Regions from separate parts of the Capsicum annuum genome. Here region 1 is linked to region 2. Evidence: chromatin contacts called from public Hi-C data. All regions are on one chromosome and are shown on one strand. Each heading gives the region's core, a stretch centred on a gene start, on an enhancer-like site or on the middle of the called end of the contact. The rest is flanking DNA. Distances are from core to core; before and after follow the strand shown. Region 1 overlaps LOC107858478 (MLO-like protein 10). Region 2 holds the start of LOC107858477.

Evidence for each region. A called contact is a pair of places that touch in the nucleus more often than the background predicts.
Region 1: a contact with region 2 is called in a Hi-C map of leaf, with 4 times the contacts expected there. The contact joins the enhancer-like site here to the promoter of LOC107858477 in region 2. A contact is called at or near these places in 2 of 5 Hi-C or Micro-C datasets (leaf and placenta).

The regions. Positions count from the first base shown.
Region 1 is chr2:6,344,452-6,351,465 of UCD10Xv1.1, reverse strand. It overlaps LOC107858478 (MLO-like protein 10), which reads left to right. Exons shown (of 15, transcript XM_016703142.2): 4 at 1,125-1,241; 5 at 2,317-2,377; 6 at 2,493-2,581; 7 at 2,693-2,767; 8 at 2,875-2,963; 9 at 3,055-3,104; 10 at 3,228-3,268; 11 at 3,338-3,511; 12 at 4,032-4,067; 13 at 4,153-4,220; 14 at 4,327-4,387; 15 at 4,768-5,429. The coding sequence ends at 5,175. Among protein-coding and RNA genes, the nearest start is that of LOC107858478, 6.0 kb to the left of the region's middle. Within about 2 kb of position 5,720, at least 3 of the 5 cell types and tissues checked have an H3K27ac peak or open chromatin away from gene starts, as enhancers often do. A contact at or near this core is called in leaf, where this site is marked.
Region 2 is chr2:6,057,405-6,064,350 of UCD10Xv1.1, reverse strand. It overlaps LOC107858477, which reads left to right and starts at 3,457. Exons shown (of 8, transcript XM_016703141.2): 1 at 3,457-3,611; 2 at 4,231-4,404; 3 at 5,313-5,622; 4 at 6,706-6,873. The coding sequence starts at 3,542.

The DNA.
Region 1 (7,014 bases), core at 4,471-6,970, 280 kb before region 2:
CAACAAAAAAGCTGCAGTAAATTACACTTCTCATTCCAGTATCGAGGCATATCGAAAGTAATTTATATTGCATGACTGTAGCCTGATAAAAAATAAATCATTCAATTTAAAGTTTCTGCCTGCAACAAATAATAAGCAGTTTCAGTTCTCTCCTCTTGATGTGCAAAGAAAAAATAAATGAATAGCTGGTTGCTTAGTTCAATTCATACATTGGTTAGAAGGATCCTTATTTTGGATTTATGATATCTAATATCCACCTAATATCCTTCTGAAAAAAAAATATCCACCTAATATGATCCGGCCCTTCCCAGGGCTGCCCTTTTTATGCCTTTTTTTTTTTAGAAAAAGAAGATCCACCTGATAATGATTGCCTTCTCCAACTTATATACTTCAGTAGTATGTTCGTCCAGGTACTAATCTCAATATGTTAAGAAATGATGTGCTTCATGTGGAGTGGATTAACAGCAAGTTTTGAGAGCATAACTAAGTGGAAGTTTAGTAAGCTTGATATTCTTTGAATAACCTAGATAATCCTTTATTTACTTATTTGATGACCATTTATTTTAGATCATGAAAATGCTAGGCCTATTTGGTGTGAATATGTATTTCTCGCTCAAGAATTAGTGGTTTACCAAACCTGTAGAAGATTAACCTGACAGATATTCTGCTTGTCTCTGCACAAGGGACATGTTAAAAATAGTACTTGCTATATTAATGTGGAAGGCTTTGTAACTCAGCTATAATCTTCAACAGAATGAGCATTTATCTGTCCTTTAAATGTCCTGGTAGCTGTTAGTTAATCAGAAAGCATCTGATGCAGTAATGTTTAAGTAGTTTCGTGAAATTGTAATTTCGAGTTGCCATTCTATCAGTAACACCAGCATTATCTTATGCTGGAGTTGTGCTATGATTGCTAAAGTTTCTTACTTACTGATCGAGGATGCCATTATATAAAAACTTGATACATCCCATACAAGTCTTGCTTCGGTTACAGTTAGCCCAACTACTAAATAGGTACCTTGAGGTGTACCTGTTTTGGATCTTCGTGTAGTACTTCCTCCGAGTGTACTAAATTACATCTTGTTGGTCTGCCCTTGATTAAACTAATTTGAGTTACATAACAGGGACATGTCTCTCTCATTTCTGTCGACGCACTGCATCAAATACACATCCTTATATTCTTTCTGGCGGTCCTTCATGTGGTATACAGTGCTGTTACTATGTGGCTGGGAAAACTTAAGGTAATTCAAAGTATACTTTCCATAATTCTTGCATTATACTTGAACTGCTGTGCTATTTGTGTGGCACTTTTTGGAGTATAAACAGAAATTCCAGCGGGACTCTATCTTATTTTGTAGATTCTCTAGTCCATCCATACCTTGAGCCCTTCAAAGAATTCAGATAATCTATCAAATTTCGACAAATGTTCAATATCCTACTGGTATAACGTAAAAACTGCAATGCCAAAGGCTAATGATATTTTTAATGTTGATCAACACTATGCTCTTATGCTTCATAGGATATGTTGTTGACTAACCCATCGCTATAAGCATCATTGGGTTTTTTTAGGGTAAAATGACAGAGTCAGTTTTTTCTTTTTTCAGTGAATATAAATGTGGTGAAAAAGCAATTGAAGATAAATGTCTTCTGTGTTTGAGCCAACTTATTATTCTTTTGGTTTGCCTTTTTTTTATTTTGGATGATAAATCAGATATGTTCTCTCTTGATGAACCTTCTCTGCTTGCTAAAATGGTCTTGGCACATTAGAAAAGGTTGATTTGGTGGATACTGGATTGGTGATTTGCCTAAGATCTCTTCAGCTAGATGGTAGATTTTGGATCACGCCCAGGGCTGTTCAAGTGGCAAAGGTTCCTGAACTTGTGGCTTAGGTTGTATCAAGGAAAAAGTTGAGGGACTTGTGACTTAGGTTTCAGGTTCGAGCCCTGCACCCTGTGAACTAAGCTTGGTATTTAAGTAGAGAGGAGTAGAATTCCCGAGTTTTGGGGGCTGCAGTTGATCCTAAAAGGTTGGCCCCAGATGGATTTCTCGGCCATCAGAAAATAACAAAGACTTTAGGATCATTGACCAGATACCAAGATTCGAATTTGTTACTGGGAATGAAAACCGGCCCTCCACAATATTCAGAAAGATTGGAACTCTGGATACTCGGTTAAGAACTTTATAAAAATGAATTTGAGAGTCAGTCTAGAGGGACTGGTCATGGTCAATATTTTTTTTTCGTTCTTGATATTCGTTACTCTCCATTTTAGATTTTAGAAACATAGAATGTCTAATGCTTGAAAATATGTTCTTCAGATTCGTGGCTGGAAAGGATGGGAACAAGAGACTTCAACCCATAACTATGAGTTTTCAAATGGTATGTCATAGTTTGATCTGCAAATGGTGGAATTTTCTGAGTTGCTTGTAAACTATGTTCATTGTCCTCATTTCTTTGCATTGGGAATTGACCATATCTTACGTGTAACTTTTAGATCCTTCAAGATTTAGGCTGACTCATGAGACGTCATTCGTCAAAGCACATACCAGTTTCTGGACCAGCATTCCAATCTTCTTTTACATTGTAAGATACTGATATGAAATGTTGTTATTTTTTATTGTCCATAAAATTGGGTCATTCTTCAGCACATCCATGGTGAGAAGGGTATTGAATATGGCAATTTTTTTCTTCCAGGGATGTTTCTTCAGACAATTTTTCAGGTCTGTCAATAAGTCAGATTACTTGACCCTACGCAATGGTTTTATCAGTGTGAGTTTCCTTTCTTCTTTAGTTCTTCAAATTTATTATTATTATTTTTTTTGGTGATACTTTTCTTCTGTTTCCCATAGAAGTAATACACAATGCTTCTTGTACAGGTTCATTTGGCTCCTGGAAGTAAATTTAACTTCCAAAAGTATATCAAAAGATCATTAGAGGATGACTTCAAGGTAGTTGTTGGTGTCAGGTATCTCAATCTTCCCTAACAAACATGTGCTGTACGTGTGTTCGTGTGCTACCTATATCACGCTGACTGACTTAATTTTTTCTACTGGCAGTCCAGTTTTATGGGTATCATTTGTGGTTTTCTTGCTCCTAAATGTTAGTGGTAAGTCATATTTTGTGATGGAATATATTTGGGCAATAATTTTATTTGTTCCATTTTACTTTCACTAATCAAGTTCTTCGCTGGACATATTTATATATTTCTGAAACATTAGATACATTTCAGGGTGGCATGCATTGTTCTGGGCATCCTTAATTCCTTTGATTGTAAGGTTCTTGTTCCTTGTCCACCTTCGTAATTTCAGTGCATGAAATCTGATAATTAATTATTCTCAGATCATTTTAGCTGTCGGAACGAAGCTTCAGGCAGTGTTGACAAGAATGGCTCTTGACATCTCAGAGAGACATGCCGTAGTCCAAGGGATCCCTCTTGTACAAGGCTCAGACAAATATTTTTGGTTTGGACGACCTCAGTTGGTTCTTCACCTCATCCACTTTGCCTTATTTCAGGTACTACATGTCCCACTCAGATAAATGTCATAAAGTATTATTAGCAAAGTAGACAACTCGAATATATATCATGTTCAACTTTGCTGGTCCATTGTGCCATAATCAATTGTATTGCTAGAAGTTGTCTAAGCTTACAGGTGAAAATGTTATCAGTCACATTAAAGACCATTAGTTTTAGAGAAGCTTAAACCTCATTACAACCTTTAAATGGAACAAAATGCAAAAGCCAGAAACTTGTACCAAAAGATGATTATCTTTAGTCTGCTTTTGTGAATGACTTGCGAGAGATAAACGTCATTGCAAAGTCAACGCTGATTCTTGTGTGCTTCTGGTTGCATTTTAGATTGAAGAATTGTGCTTGTAAATAAAAAGGAGCTTAGGTTTGGATTATAATAGTTTGCTTTATCTGAATCTCTATCTACTTCTTGCAATTCTCGTCTCCATCTATTTTTTTGCCACGGCTTACAAAAATTTCTTTTTTATGTGTATCTAATGCTAAACTGTTATTTCAACTTGACAGAATGCGTTCCAAATAACATATTTCTTATGGATATGGGTAATATTTCAACTAAACTTCTGAAGATATTCAGCTCTTTGAACCATGAAACTATTGGTTGAAATGTTGATTACATATTTTGCAGTATGAGTATGGCCTAAAATCTTGCTTCCATGACAAGTTCGGTTTTGTCATTGTGAAGATCGCTTTGGGGTATGTTACTTGCAACAAAAAGTCACTTTATTGGATGGATTGTATATGTTTTCAGAACTTCAGACGAAGCTTACTCTACTGAATCTGCTTTGCTGTCTCATTACAGGGTGGGAGTGTTATTCTTATGCAGTTATATCACTCTTCCACTCTATGCCCTTATAACTCAGGTACTTTTACAAAAATATCCCATCCCCAGATTGAGAACATAAATGTATGTAGGTTCTCTTCGCACCATTTTGCTTTAGCCAAGCTCTTCGCTAGGATACAAGCAAATATATTGCAGTCAAACGCAGGACGAAAAATATGCCATAGGAAACTACATGAACTTTTTGGCACAACAATAACAACTACTACGCCTCAATCCCAAGCAAGTTGGGGTTGGTTACATAGATCCACACTGTTCATCTCACTCTGTTTAGGATCATCTCAATTCAATGTTATATAAAATAATATTATACATGAACCTTTTAGTGTTTTAGCCATAACTTGCTGTATTTTACATGGGGAAATAGGCCTAATGGTAATGTGTCATGATGGGATCCTGCAGATGGGCTCCAATATGAAGAAATCCATTTTTGATGAACAAACCTCAAAGGCATTAAAGAAGTGGCATATGGCCGTGAAGAAGAAGCAGGGAGCTAAGGGCGACAAATCCCCACGGGCACTAGGCAATGGAAGTCCGAGGTCCTCTGTGGGTTCGCCTCTGCACGCGGTTGGTTCCAAACTTCATCGGTTTAAAACAACTGGTCACTCAACACGTTTCAATGGCTACGATGATCTAGAAGCATCTGACCTCGAGAATGATCCAACTACACCGATAATCCGTGCAGAGGACCACTCAGCTACACAAGTTATTGATGATGACTCTGAACTTCAAGTGCATGTTCCTCAAAATGAAGAATCCTCTGGGAATGAAGATGACTTTTCATTTGCGAAGCCTGCTCCTAAAAAGTGAAAAGGAAGCAGCAGGTAACAAATGCATATGGTATTTGAATAGTGGTTTGCTGCTTCTCTTTATCTTTTTGCGCTTATAGAGGAATGTCATACAGAGTAGTTAGCACTTCATAGGGAAACATATACATATTTATTGTATCTACTACTATTGCTTGCCTTATTACTACTGTTCTCTTCCATTATGAAATTCTAAAAGGAAGCAAATCTTGATTTAGCCATGAAGTTGATGAAATATGATCTCCTATGTTTAATTTACGGATTTCGTGTGTTATTTTTTAGTAATCTCCTCTTATAATGGTCACATCACTAAAACTACCTCTCGTAATGAACTACAAAATCAAATCTCTTGAAGTTGGATTCGAAAGTTCCACATTAGGCATCCCCTTTCTCATATTCTTTTTCAATCGTATGACTTTGATTGTGAAATGTGCTCCCAAATGAAAGTGAAATAGGTTAGTCACGTTGGACAAGTGGGACTTGCTCTAGCGGTTTAGCACCTCCATCGTCAGCCAGCAGGTTGAGGATTTGATATCACGAGCTTGGTAATTTTGCTACAACATGGAAGAATGAAAGAAAATATTTTCCAACGGAGACATAAAAGGTGAAAAGCTGAAACAAAGAAAATTTTTGGGAACCCCCATCACATCTCTAAACGATGTTAGAGTTGGTTATTCTGGCTTTTGATGGTTAAATTTTGGTGCAGGTTACACTGTGTATTGTAGTAAATCAGTACAGGACTAGCGTATGAAGTACGACGTAGAATTAGAACTTTCAAGTCGATGAGTCTTCGTCTTTAAAATAGTCTAGTGTACGTGCTTCACACCTATATATCACGTTGATGAATTAAAAATGTATTTCTTTTTTTTACTTTTCACAAGTTTTTGAACTTAAATAACAATAAAATAATTCTCATTACCCAATTAATATAACACAATGGGAGGATCAATTCTTTTAAAAATAGCCATTGACATTATACGAAATGCAAATACTCCAGTTTGTTTACCTAATGAAAATGAATATTATTTTTTTTTTAAAAAGAAAAGGCATAAGTACCTCTTTGAACTATGATAGAAATTCCAGCATTGTGAAATATTGTACTACAGTAAAATCTTCCTAAATTCATACTGTGTGAATTAATAAACTCTTTAAGATAATATTTTCTTCTAGGGAATCTGTGCTTACTAAGCCTGTGTTTGAGCTCTATGCCTTTGCCTTAGCGCGTCTTGGATGCTCTTCCCGTAGTGCCCCCTTCTTCCTCCTTGTCTCTTTCTCTGCCGCCTGCTCTTTCCGTTCCTTCTCTTTCGGAGTGGAGCACTCCTCTTTGTTCTGTTCCTTTCTAATAAAAGCTTGGTACGTGTTCTGAGCGAGCCTTCACGTGAGGTGAACGGTACCTATGAAGTGGAATCCATTTGTAAACTCTTTAAGATAATATTTTCTTCGGTTCTGACTTGGGCCAGTGAAAACAATCACTAATTTCGATAAGATAATAAGTTAATATATTTTCGAAAGACCCCTATATAAATATATGGACCTATTGATATCATAAAGGAAAAATTTCAAAAGTAGCAACTTAACAACTTTAATTATAACTTTTATAACAACTATTTCATAATTACGAAAAATAGCAAGTAATATTTAGTATTTAAGTAAAATAAAAATGTTGCTATATAAATAAATATACAAATTGAATAGTAGTTCCTATTTTAACTCCTATTAGTTAGAGTTAAATAAGGAAAGTAACCGTGCCTTAATTCATGCTACTTTTATTTATAAAGATTTATGTTCCTGACTCTTCTATTCCTTTTTTTTTTTTATCCTTTTTTTAAATTTTTTCATTTTC
Region 2 (6,946 bases), core at 2,208-4,707:
CTTTGATGGAATGACATCCCTCTTAGATGTCAATTCCTTTATAGCAACAGTTAATGAATCAATAGCATTAATTACTCCATCAGTTTTTGCCTTGCAGTGTTGACATTTGCACGCATAAGATAAGCTAGAAGGGAAAATTGAATATCCTCTCCAAAATTTGCATTATGCCAATTTAAAAAAGAGGTATATCCACTACCAAAATCAGTAAAACTAGTAAGATCATAATCATACCAGTTTGTTGCTTCAAAAACTGCAAGAGGAGCATCACTAGCCCCAACAGCAGCACCATTACCACTACCACCACCAATAGTTCCATCATCACCACCATCACCAATAACACCATCAACAGCAACAAGCCCACCCTTCAAAAATATTTTTCTTATGATAGTTGTTGCTCCAATCAATTTATTTTTATTCTATCAATTATCTTAGGGTCCGAAAAAATTTACACAAACCGTAAAGTAAGAAAAACTAACATCTTCAACTCTCGATTGGCTGAAACAAGCCACAAATGCACAATCTAAAATAAATCGGTATATATATTTTAGAATGATAATTAAATTATTTAAGAATGATGATTAAATTATTTAAATAAATCATTAATTAAAATAAAAACTTAATTAGAATTAGACTTACGATTTCTTTCAGGGGGTGAAAAAATCAAATTTTACTTTTTTATCACTTTTGAGCGACAACCATCTCAGGATTCTTGGATATGAAACTTCTTTTTGGTAGTTCACTTGTTGTCTTAGATAAGGGATGGCTTCAAATGCCCAAGCCTATAAAATTATACCAATAAATAAAAAATATTATTCAATAAAAATGAATCATAATAAAAGAAATATTTATCATGAAAGCCCATGAAAAGTCATATATGTTGACTGTCTTTGGCATTAACGGAGTCAATAAATATTTGACAATCATTTTGAGGCTTTCATAACCCCAATGATAGTTGCTAAATGCCTCAAGATCCTTTGAGAGATTTATTAAAGAAAGTGGTATATTGTTGTTAACGTCTCTCGTCCAAAGAATATTATGTACAAACCAAATGAAGCACAATGATTGCTTGTGCTTCTTTGAAAGTATTTTACCTTTCAACTCTTCTATCAAATTTGTGTTTTTGAAGCCTGGACTAACAAGGGACAATAAGTCATAATCATCATTTGACTTGCCTTTGCCTTTTGGTGTACGGGGTGCTTTTTATTAGGTTAGGAGGAGGATAACATTTTAGTCTAGTAACTATGGCGAACTCCTTCCTTTAGAAGAACGATAACATTTTAGTCCAGTAACTATGACAAACTTCTTCTAACCAAAATAAACTAGCATGTCACAGTAATTTATCCACACCTCATCCATCTTATCTTTATTTTTATACATAAACCTACGCTTGAGAAGACCATACACCATGCTCATTTGAAAACGAGCATTGTTGTCCTCCGGCAAATTAAGATATTGCCCAAAGCAGTTGTCCTTAAAATAAACATTCAATTTCTTGTCTCAAATTATTTTTAAAGGTATCAAAAGGTTTTTCCATGGCTAACTTTACCACAAAATCACCAATTAAATTCGTGGCACTATCGCACTGCATTCTCATAGGATAACTATCAATGCTGAAGGTTTTGACCAACTCTTTAGTGGAAGGGCTATTAGCATTTGGATCATCTCTTTTGAAACTTTCCTCATCATTATGTTCATTTTCTTCTGTTTCTAATTGAGATATCATTTGTAGAGTGGTGGATGTAACCTAGCTACTTCACTTATTCCTTTACTTGGACTTGATTCGCTTTTTTTTCTTTTGAGAATCATATTATCTAAAAATAAGAGGAAAATAAAAATTATTATAATTGATTAATGCAGCATTATAAATGGATGACAGTAAATCTAACAAGTACAACATAGTAAAATAACAATTTCAATAAATCACTCATCTGTTGCAATAGATGAGTGATCTATTGCAACAGATAGCTCATATGTTGCAACTGATAGGTGATCTGTTGGAAACAATAAAAACAGCTTCAACATTATTGTGGTTTCTTCCAATAGATCACTCATTTGTTGCAACAGATGAATAATAAATCAATCTGTAAGGGAGGTTTTAACTTGACTATGAGCTAGGAGTTACTTGAGGAATTAATGATTGTCTAACATTCCATACTACCAAATGACTAATTTTGGATCTCCATATGCTTGAATAATGGTTCTAGTCTTACCTTGAATATTTAAGGTGTTTCTTGGCCATTGCTTAAATGATAATGTGAGTTGAAATATCTTCTAAGGAGTGTGGAATTCACATATCATTCATCTGTTGCAACAGATGAGTGATCTGTTGGAAGAAATCAAACTGTTAATATTGTTTAGATCTCTTCCAACAGATGGGTCATCTGTTGCAACAGATGACCCATTTGTTGCAAGAAATCAAAGTCTTGGACATGTCATCTATTGGAATAATTGTTAGGATTTCATCCAATAGATGTTCCACTTGTTGCAATAGATGTTTTAGCTGTTGAAAAAACAAACTAATAGTAAGATTTATTCAATTGAACAACAACAATATCACCATTTATCAATACACCATTTTACCAAGACCAACAACAACCCACAAACAACAAATCAACCCAGAACACCAGCATAAAACACACACACCAAGAACATCAACATTAACCTACAAGAACAACAAATATCTCGTTGTACAATCACAAACAATAAAAAACTTCAAAAAAATACAACAAACACCAACAAATTAAATCAACAGTTGTTTTTAGATTTAATAGACGTCTCCAAAAAATTTTAAAATTTAACTCTTGCTATTTTTACAACAATGTTTGACTACAAGAATTACAACAACAACAAAAAATTATATTTCACTTCGAAAAGAGGAGAGAAAAAATGTCACAAATTAGGGTATTATTGAGTGCTCATTTCAAATTTAAGCAACAAAAATTGAATTGTTAACCCATATCAGAAGAGAAGTTAAAAATAAATATTGAATTATTAACCCATACTAGATGAGAAGTTAACTCAAGTTTCTCTTTTTCTTCATAACTAAAAGGCCCTAATTTTTTACCTGTGATAGTTGAAAAGGAACGATGAAGAACTCGAAGTTGTTATCGCCGAAGAATGTTATCACGTCGATTGGCGGTTGAAAGTTGAAAAGGAACTCGAAACTATTTGTCTCCAGAGCTTAAAGTCGTCGAGAATTGAAGGAAAAATTTTGCAGAACTGTTGGTTGGGAGAAGTTTGAGAGAGAAACTGTCGAGAGAGAAGAGAAGCGGTTGATTTAAAAAGGAAAGAGGTGTGGGTTGATTTATATTTTTAAAAAATTAAAAAGTTTTGAAAATATTAATTAAATATACAATTAACTTAATTAAATTTTTTAATTATGTTTTACCCTTTAATTTGGTGAATGTTACCAATTTTATCTAGTGTTTGTAATACTATTATTGAGAGTAGAGTAGAAAAAAATAATTAATTTCATGTTTAAGTGTACAATTTGTTCAATTAAGACAGGAAAAAGATATTTCGTCATCTTGGGTTGAGAAGAATGTCAAAACGCAAGCGTGGAGTGAGGATGAAGAGCATTAACAACCCCCTTGCCCTTCATAATCCTCCAGGTACTCAAATTCATCTTCCAAATTTTATATATAATTGTATGCTATATCCTTCATTCAGTTGCTCACAAGTTTTTAAATTGAATTTCCTTTTCACTTTATACGGCGAACAAAACTAGGGCTTTGCAAGTTGTGACATTGTAGTCGAATTTATGTGGACTTTGCTAACTGTATTTTGGTGTTATTTTTGGTTTTGATACCTTCTTGTACATAGTCAATAAACCTTACCTTTAAAAAAAAAAAAAAGGCAGCCGGTGCACTAAAGCTCTGATATACAGGGGTCCGAGGAAGGACTGGATTACAAGGGTCTATTGTACCCGGTTCTTACCTTGTGTTTCTGTGAGAGTCTGTTTTCACGGCTTGAACCTGTGGTCACATGACAGCAACTTCACTGGTTACTTAAATAAGCCTTTATCTTTTCAAAAAAAAAAAAAAGTATTATGGTGCTATGAAGATTCATAATTCATATCTAGGTGTTCCCCAGATCATTTTGGGCGTTTATGCTATGAACTTTTATTGAAGAATAAGCCGTCAAGTTTTGAGAGTGTCCTTTGTAGTATGTTTCATTTTTAGTATGAAATCACAAAGTTTATTGGGGACGTTATTTCTTGTTTTGTTGTAGAATCTTCTGGCCCTGAAATTGCCAAACATCAGCAAGACAACATACATATTCCTGCAGATCAAAACCTAAAAGGCATCAATGTACCTGAAAAGATGAGCAGCTTCAATCAAAACTGCTCATTGTCCAAAGATGTTCGTCGATGCCAAAAATCAGAGAGGGGACTACAAACTTCTGGTACTACTAATAACCTGCAATGTTAGATAATGTTTGATCAGCTTGCTGACTTGTGTATCTGTATCTCGAAAGATTATTGGAATAAACATTTATAAACTTAGCGTTGTCTATTTGATTTGATATAAAAGTAATTTTCTTCAAATTCAGATCGGCACTTACGTAAGACCTACATTTGATTTAAGTTTGGGACAAAATGAGTTTATCTAATGAGGGTTAAATCACAATCTCTGGTGTAAGATTCTATGTTGTTATGGGGTAAGGTACATTTCTAGTCCTTATAATTTTAATTTTGCACTTTACTTACGCCCCTGTGAATTCTTGACACATTCCTACCTTGTGTTGACTTCGCTTTTATAAAATGCTTTTTTTCACATAAGAACAAATCACCCGAGGGCTGAGATATAACAGATCAAAATAATGTAACCGCTTTATAAGATAACAAACCACTTCCAAGATTAGAAACTTTATTTCAACCTTGCAGCTTCTACACAGAGGGGATGTTCGTTTGTAGGGTTCAGTGATGTGACAGGCTTTACATCTTCAATTGGTGTCAGAACAATGATTAAGCTGCTGACCAATGATATTGTCTATTCTAACCTTGAAGGTCACATAGCTGTTTACTCAGTTATTCCATATTGGGATTTGTAAGACTTGGAAACAACATTGTGTTTTTAAATAGGAGTATCTGACCTTAAAAGAAAGAAGACAAGATTTAAGGATGTACAGGAGCTAATTACTTTTTTGTACTCAATCCCCTGGACGCATATTGAATGAAATCTAGCTTTGTCTGATCAGAGAGAAAGAGAGTGGGAGGGAACAATCTTGCTTCCCCCTCCCAGAACATGGAAATAAACATTATGCTAGTTATTTCAAAGTTGCAAAGCTGATTGCTCAATTTTCCATCTCAGCGACTGATCAGGAAAGGGTTAATACAGAATTCCCAAGTTGGTCACATTTCAGAACACGATCACGTCCACCAACGCAAAAAAATAAGATGACAGCTGATACAAGCCATTCTGAAGCTCTCCCACAGCAAGCTTCTTGTTGTTCGCAGTTAAAACCACAACCAGATTCGCGAAAAAGACGGAAAAGTAAGATAACAGCTGATACAACGGATTCTGAAGTTATCCCACAGCGTGCTTCTCGTTCTCATGGTCAATCAAGGAGGAACAACAGTCAAAAGGGGTTAGGCTCATCGAAATTTGAGCTTTACTTGGAGTAAGTTTTTATTGCTTTATCTTTTTCCTGTTAAATGTTGTAATCTAACGCTGTTTGATTGGGGTGAGGACCGGTTGGAGGAGGGTAAGTAAAATTAGAAGTTCAAAAAGTTATTTCTCTTGTTTGGTAAGGATGTAAAAGATAAAGAGAAGTAAATGATACCACTCACTTAATCAAAAAAACAAAGGAAGAGAGAAGTAAATGTAGAGAGGTTGGTGAAGGGAAGCCTTGGAGCAATGGTAACATTGTCTCCGTGTGACCTATAGGTCACGGCTTCGAGCCTTAGAATTATCCATTGATGCTTGCATCCTGTTAGGCGCCTACATGACACCCTCATGGTGTGGCCCTTCCCCGGATCCTATGTGAATGCAGGACAAAGTTGCTTGGACTCGGGTCCAGGTGTTTGATATAGGGGTGGATCTAGAGGGCAGATCCTTCATAATCCAATTTTTAAGATTCGGGGATACGGATGCAAGTATGGATACGGGTATGGGGATTCGGATAAAAATAATTCAAATATCAGAAAGTATAGTTATAAAACCTAAATCATGAGATATCATGTGGAAAACTTGAGGAGAAAATATTGATCAAGAGGAGAATCCTAGGAGATAAAAGGAAAAGGAGAGACAGAGAAATTTCTATATACAGGTATTCCATTTTCTTCAAAATACCCAAAATCGATCACTCCTTTTCATTGAATCTGTCCGGAATGTCTCTTTGATTTTGATCAAAGTACCCAAAATCGGTTGACTAGATCGGGTACAAATCCAACACCCACACCCATGTCGTGTCGACAAGGGAGCGGCACCGAAAGTGAAGAGTCCGAGCAACGTAGATGTTGGATGCTTCTCTTACTGGGTTACACGAAATGTAGAGAGGTCAGTGTCCCTCCAAGATTTGACAGAAAGGATGAATCATATTTACTTCCTTTCCATCTGTTTCAAATAGCCCGAGTTAAATGATGAATACGACCAATGAACTTTCTCTCCTTTACCATCTCCTCCTCTTTATAGAACCAAACAGAATGTTGGAACACCAAAATTTATCACTTCCTCTGAATACTCACTTTTGGGGTTTATATAGGAGCATATGGAAATGGCATCCAGAAGATAGGAGAAACGCATTTACATACCTTGACAGCTTGTGGTTCTCCTTGTACTCGGAACGTTCTCACAAAGCTAAGGTGTTGAACTGGATTACGAAAAAGAAGATATTCTCAAAGAAGTACATTTTTGTTCCAATTGTTCTCTGGTAAGTACTTCTTCTTATGTACTAGCTGATGTAGAATTCTACATTTTAGATGTTTTCTATAAACTTAGTTCCC